Linked DNA regions of Sus scrofa: region 2 is linked to region 1. Evidence: chromatin contacts called from public HiChIP or PLAC-seq data. All regions are on one chromosome and are shown on one strand. The core of a region is the stretch at or near the end of the contact, and the rest is flanking DNA. Distances in the headings are between cores, read along the strand shown. Region 1 overlaps TGFB2 (transforming growth factor beta-2). Region 2 overlaps LOC102164422.

Region 1 (3,047 bases), core at 358-2,857:
GGGTTCCATCCCTGGCCTCTCATTCTCGTGAGCGGCGGTGTAGGCTGGCAGCTGCAGCTCCGATTGGAACCCTAGCTTGGGAACCTCCATACACCTTGGTGCAGCCCTAAAAAGACAAAAAAATAAAATAAATAAAATCAAGATATCAAAAAAAGAAAAGAAAACCTGATTCTATTGAGAATATACATTTACTATAGTACAGATAGTACAGAAAGCCTCGGAATGACTAGAAGCCACCAGGGGAATAAAAAGAGTGAAACGCTGGGCGTTCCCATCATAGCTCAGTGGTTAGTGAACCCAACTGGCATCCATAAGGATGTGGGTTCAATCCCTGGCCTCGCTCAGTGGGTTAAGGATCCGGCATTGCCGTGAGCTGTGGTGTAGGTCGCAGACACGGCTCGGATCTGGTGTGGCTGTGGCTGTGGCGTAGGCCAGTAGCTACAGCTCTGATTCTACCCCTGGCCTGGGAACCTCCATGTGCTGTGGGTGTGGCCCTAAAAAAGACAAACAGACCAAAAAAAAGAAAAAAAAAAAAAACCCAACAACAAAGAGTGGAGCATCTAATCTGTGCTTTTAAAGCTCCCTTTTGTGAGAGGGATTATAGTTAGGTTTCCAGCTCTACATTTCTGTTGTATTTCACTGTCTAAAGCAAGGAGTTAATTGTGTGATTTGTTTTTTGTTTTTTTTCCTCACCAGCCTTTTGGAAAAGACGAGGGCAGGGGATGAGAGAAGGAGAGCCCTTGTTGACTAGCCCCCACGGCCCTGGTGCTTAAGCCTCGTCATCCTAAACTTCCCCCCTGGGCGCCGGGGCAGGGCCAGGAGCAGCACCCCGCTTCTCAGGAGACGGTGGGCTGGGAGCGCTAACGGCCTTGGCCTTGGCCTTGGCCCTCGAGCCCTGAGAGGGGCCAGTGCCCAAGTCTGACTTCAGGCCTGGTCCCCACACCCTCCACCATGGGGACCCCAACCTTTTTTCTTTTTTCTTTTGGTTGGTCTTCTTTTTGCTTTCCCTTCGGATTCCCGCCCCACGCATTTTCGCATCCTCTTGGATAATCTTCCTACACGGCGGATCAATTTCCCTTTCCTCTTTCATCCTCGCAAGCCGGTGGGCGGGGAGGGCGGCCTCCCCCAGCTCTGGGCCCCCCGACACGCCTTCCCACTTGGGGTTACTGCCGGTCGTTGAATGGCTGTGCGTTTCCCTCTTTCTTTGGTGAGAAAACACTGGGAACCCACCCTGCTCCTCCCGAGCCTGGGAAAACCAGGAGGGCCCGGGAGGGTGAGGAAGAGGAGCCAGTGCACGGCTTCCCGGACGGTGGGAGGCTCTCGCGCCCCACCCAGCTTCCCGCCTGGGAGAAAACCCCGCCGACCCTTCCAGACCTTCCAGGCAAGACTGCTGAGCAGTGGGGCTCTGCAATTTTTTTCTTTTCTTTCTTTCTTTTTTTTTTTTTTTTTGGTCTCTGTTCTTAGAAATAGTAATTGAGTAAAAATGTAAGTGAGCGGGTGCCAGGGGCAGACATCCAGGGTCAGGGTGAAATTTCTCCATGCTGAGTGTGATTCTGAACACTCGTTAAGTGGAGGCCGGCCTGTGCCAAGCAGCTCCAGGGCCGTCCCTGTCACCTTGCGTGAACCGCCTCTCCACTCCAGGGAGATGTCAGGAGCGGCCGCAGCGAGTGCGCGGGGCCCGTGGCGCCTCTGGCTTTCCTCGCTCCGTCTCCACCCTGGCTGGAGTGATCACGGCGTGTCCTGACACTGATGCTGGGACTGGCAGCGCCAACGCTAGATGTAAAGTCCCCGGAGGAAGAAAGGGTCCCTGCTCCTCGCAGCCCACGTGGCTGCAGCGTCATTTCTCTTCCTTTCCGTTCGCTGTCCCCCCAGATGGAGGTTAGGGGCAGGTTGGGTGTGAGAGTCCAGATGTCATCTAAGCTGTAAGAATCCAGAAGGGCAGCGGGAAAGAAGTCTCTGAAGGAAATGGGTTGAAAGTCACGAAGGTGACCTCAGCTTCGTTTGTTTGTTTTGTGAGTATTTACTGAGTGTGATGCTTTCAATGAGCTTGATTAAAATGTAAAGATTGGGAGTTCCCGTTCTGGCTCAGAGGGTTAAGAACACAACTAGTGTCCGGGAGGATACAGGTTCCATCTCTGGCCTCCATCTGTGGGTTAAGGATCCAGTGTTACTGGAAGCTGCAGCGTAGATTGCTGATGTGGCTCAGATCAGGTGTTGCCATGGCTGTGGTGTAGGCTGCAGCTGCAGCTCCAATTTGACCCCAGCCCAGAAACCTCCATATGCCACAGGTGCGGCCCTAAAAACAAAACAGATTTAACCATGGGCTTCTCAAAGGATGGCCTGCATGTGTATGTCCCAAAGGGTCACAGAAAGCAGATTTCCAGCCTTTCTCACACCTGCAGAGGCAGAATCACTGGGGTGGGGGTGGGTGAGGGGCACCAAAGAGTCTGAGCCTTTAAGAGGCAGCGCAGGTGAGTCTGACCTCACTAGGCTGAGGCTCGGATGTCCCCTTCTGCCCATCTGTTTACTCAAAGTCCTTCAGCAGGAAGGATTTGGATCCAGCAGGGCCATCGTCTGATCCCGTGGTCCCTCCAGGGTGAGACCCTGAATCCACAGCATGGCTGAGTTCTCACCCTGCGTTTGCTGTGTCCCCAGATGCTTACACATCTTCCGGTAGATCAGATGTCTGCCCTGCATATGCCCTGCTCACCATCCGCCACGTGAGCGTGCGAGCAGGTGAATGCTCCCACGGGGGCGGGGTGTGGCTGCTGGTCTGCAGGTTGCACGTGGGGGTGAGAACACGCAGCTGTGGCTCCGAAGGGGTGTTTCAAAATGAATGTATGATGTGTGAGCGCCATGTAACTGACCATGTCTGTGTCGGTGTATAACACGGAATTCACCGAGGTGGTGATTGGTCGAAGCACTGCTGACCTCTTCATGGCCTGAACCCTGTTCTGAGACATTCCATGGGGTTAGGGTCTGGCCAACAGGGGGATGTAAATGCTACAGTCTCAGCCAGACGCAGCTCCAAGGCACTGCAGCGTGCT
Region 2 (3,047 bases), core at 161-2,660, 240 kb after region 1:
CTTTTTTTATGGCTGAGTAATATTGCACTGTAGATCTGTACCTCACCATCTTTATCCATTCCTCTGTCGATGGATATGCAGGTTGTTTCCACGTCTTGGCTATTGGACATGGTGCTACAATAAACATCTTTTTGAATTATGCTTTTCTCCAGTTACGTGCCAGGAGTGGGATTGCTGGAACACACGGTAGTTCCTCCTCTTTTTTCTCTTCTTCTCCTCCCTCCCCCTCCTTCTTCTCATCTTTGTCTTCATCTTCGTCAGGTCCTACACATGCCTTTTACGTTATAAATATTTGGAGGAAGGGAACCCTTCCTCATATCTCTTTTGTTTTTAAGTTTTATTGGAGGATAGTTGACTTACAATGTACTGGTTTCAGGTGTACAGCAAAGTGAATCAGTCTTACATATAAAGTATATCCGTTCTTTTTTCCATGTGGGTTATTACAAACTATTGAGTCGATGTCCCCATGCTATACAGTAGGCTCTGGGTAATCATCTATTTTACAGAATAATGTGTATACGTTATTCCCATTCCCCCCAGTTCCTTCCTCATACCTCTTTGAATTCCCTCTGACAGCCTATTACGGTGCTTCCCACATACTAGGAATCAAATTTTTGCTGAGTTAGTGGTGAGGTGGCAGAGAGGAGAATTAACTTTTTCAAATAAGGCATAATTTCGTTAGAGCACTTTAGGAAAGGCTTAAGGTTGTTTTCTTCATCTTTAAAAAAAAAAAAACTTGAAAAATGTATGCGGGCTAGACATATTAACGTTCCCTGGGATGGCCTGGCTCTGGTTACGTAGCGTCATGGCTGGGGTCACGCTTTCACCAGAGGTCACATTTTAGAGAATGCAGCTTTGAAGCTTCTCTGCACAAGGGTGTAGTTTCAAGTCACTAATAACTCAGGAACACTTGATCTCTTTCCTTATTCTTGCCCAGATGAGTCATTTTCTTGGTAGTTTACCTTGAGCTCCTCCTATTTATACACAGCAGACTAGCTGGCATGGAAAACTGTCTGCATCTGTCTTTCATATTCAAACATATAGCTTTTCTTTCTCTGTGTTCTTCTTTTCCTCAATCGTGCATTTCTCCGGTCCTGTTGTTTTTGCCGACAAGTAGAGAAATTTCTTCCAGGGTAAGTTGGTCCCAGATCCCTCAGGAAAGTGGGGTCTTTACCTTTGACTGAATTTATTATTTAAGAAAAAATAAATAACAAAGAGACTCACTGCATTGTTTCCCAAAGAATGATCCAGAAGAATTTCCACTTTTCAGAGCCTCATTTGTTTTCCAAATCCCCGAAGAGAGATTTGACTCAGCAAAAAATGAGTTTTGAGCCTTCTTCAGCAGCAGCAACGGCAGCTGAGCTGTGGATCTTGGCTCTAGGACTGGCCTAGTTATTCAGCAGATACTGTCCCAGCCAAGCCCTGGAAGAGATTTTAGCCACTGCCACAAAGGCTGCCTACCAACTGTTGCCTAGGTGAGGGGAGCCTGGCCATAGACCCTGGCTGCCTCCCCTTCTCCAAATCTGCCTGATTCATTTGTTCACACCACACCTTCAGAGGGCAAGGTAGGCTTGCTTTCTTCTTGCTTGCGTTTTTTTCCCCCTCTTTTCTCCCTCTTTTTCTTTTTTGACCTGGCCAGTGATCCAGCCAAAAATGGAATTAGAGAAGGCACCCACGGATCATCAACAGACAAAACAAGAAAAACTACTGCTGCTTATTTTTAAGTTTTTAAAATTTCATATATATATATATATTTTCCCCCCCCTGTGAGTATCTTGGGCTTTGAACCACACTTTGCCTTTTGTAGTTTTGACTTAAAGATTCGTCTTCTCTGAGTCTTGTAGTTGTAGGAAAGGCAACTGGTTGATAAATGGTGTGATGTACACATATGGAGTGGTTGTGACACAAAACACAGAAGCTTTTAAAAAAAAGATTGATAGATGTGACTACATAAAAAAAGAAAAAGGAGAAAAAATAGAAAAATGCCATAGGTAAAGTCAGAGGAAAGATGAAAATAGAGTTAAATGTTTGAGGAGATCCCATCGTGGCTCAGTGGTTAATGAATCCAACTAGGAACCATGAGGTTGCAGGTTCGATCCCTGGCCTTGCTCAGTGGGTTAAGGATCCAGTGTTGCTGTGAGCTGTGGTGTAGGCTGGCAGCTGTAGCTCCGATTCAATCCCTAGCCTGGGAACCTCCATAAGCAGTGGGAGCGGCCCCAGAAAAGGCAAAAAGACAAAAAAAAAAAAAAAAGAGAGAGAGATAGAAAAATGTTTGAAACATTTCTCAAAGGACTAATTTCTTTAATATAGAAAAAGCTTCTGCAAATCATCAAGAAGACAATCAATAATTTAGTTTAAAAATTGCAAAATATGGAGTTCTGTCATGGCTCAGTGGAAACAATCTGACCAGTACCATGAGGACACAGGTGTGATCCCTGGCCTTGCTCAGTGGGTTAAGAATCCGGTGTTGCTGTGAGCTGTGGTGTAGGTTACAGACACAGCTCGATCTAACGTTGCTGTTGCTGTGGCCTTAGGCTGGAGGCTACAGCTCTCATCCCACCCCTAGCCTGGGAACCTCCATAGGCTGCAGGTGCAGCCCTAAAAGGTTAAAAAAAAAAAAAAAAGAAGCAAAATATATAAATTGAAACTTCAGGGAAATGCAACTAAAATGGCTTCTAAATGGGAAAAGATGCTCAAACTCACTCAGTAAAATAAATACAAAGTGAAACTAGATTCAGATAACATTTTCCACATATCAGATCCAACTGTACTGGCAAGACTGTGGGTGAGCAGGCACTTGCATAAAGTGCTAGGGGGCATATAAATAATTACCACTTCTAAGGAAGCAATTTGGCAAACTCTGCCAAAATTATAAATGCACACACATGTTAACTCAGCAACTCTACTTCTAAAATAGTTACCCTATGCATATGCTCACCCTGATGTGTAAAATGGCACAGACATAAGGCCATTCCTTTAAGCAGTGCTTATGTAGCAAAAGATTTTAGATAACCTAAATGGAATACTATTAAGCTGTGAAAAAAGAA

Evidence for each region. HiChIP or PLAC-seq counts read pairs in DNA pulled down with a chosen protein or histone mark.
Region 2: an H3K27ac HiChIP or PLAC-seq map of skeletal muscle shows a contact between it and region 1. The contact joins two enhancer-like sites. A contact is called at or near these places in 5 of 47 Hi-C or Micro-C datasets (embryonic fibroblasts, fetal skeletal muscle and omental adipose tissue) and 1 of 2 datasets of contacts at active chromatin or transcription factors (skeletal muscle).

The regions. Positions count from the first base shown.
Region 1 is chr10:8,323,329-8,326,375 of Sscrofa11.1, forward strand. The region is part of intron 1 of TGFB2 (transforming growth factor beta-2); the gene reads left to right. Among named protein-coding and RNA genes, the nearest start is that of TGFB2, 19 kb to the left of the region's middle. Within about 2 kb of position 1,608, at least 5 of the 83 cell types and tissues checked have an H3K27ac peak or open chromatin away from gene starts, as enhancers often do. A contact at or near this core is called in skeletal muscle, where this site is marked.
Region 2 is chr10:8,560,936-8,563,982 of Sscrofa11.1, forward strand. The region is part of intron 8 of LOC102164422; the gene reads right to left. Among named protein-coding and RNA genes, the nearest start is that of TGFB2, 260 kb to the left of the region's middle. Within about 2 kb of position 1,411, at least 5 of the 83 cell types and tissues checked have an H3K27ac peak or open chromatin away from gene starts, as enhancers often do. A contact at or near this core is called in skeletal muscle, where this site is marked.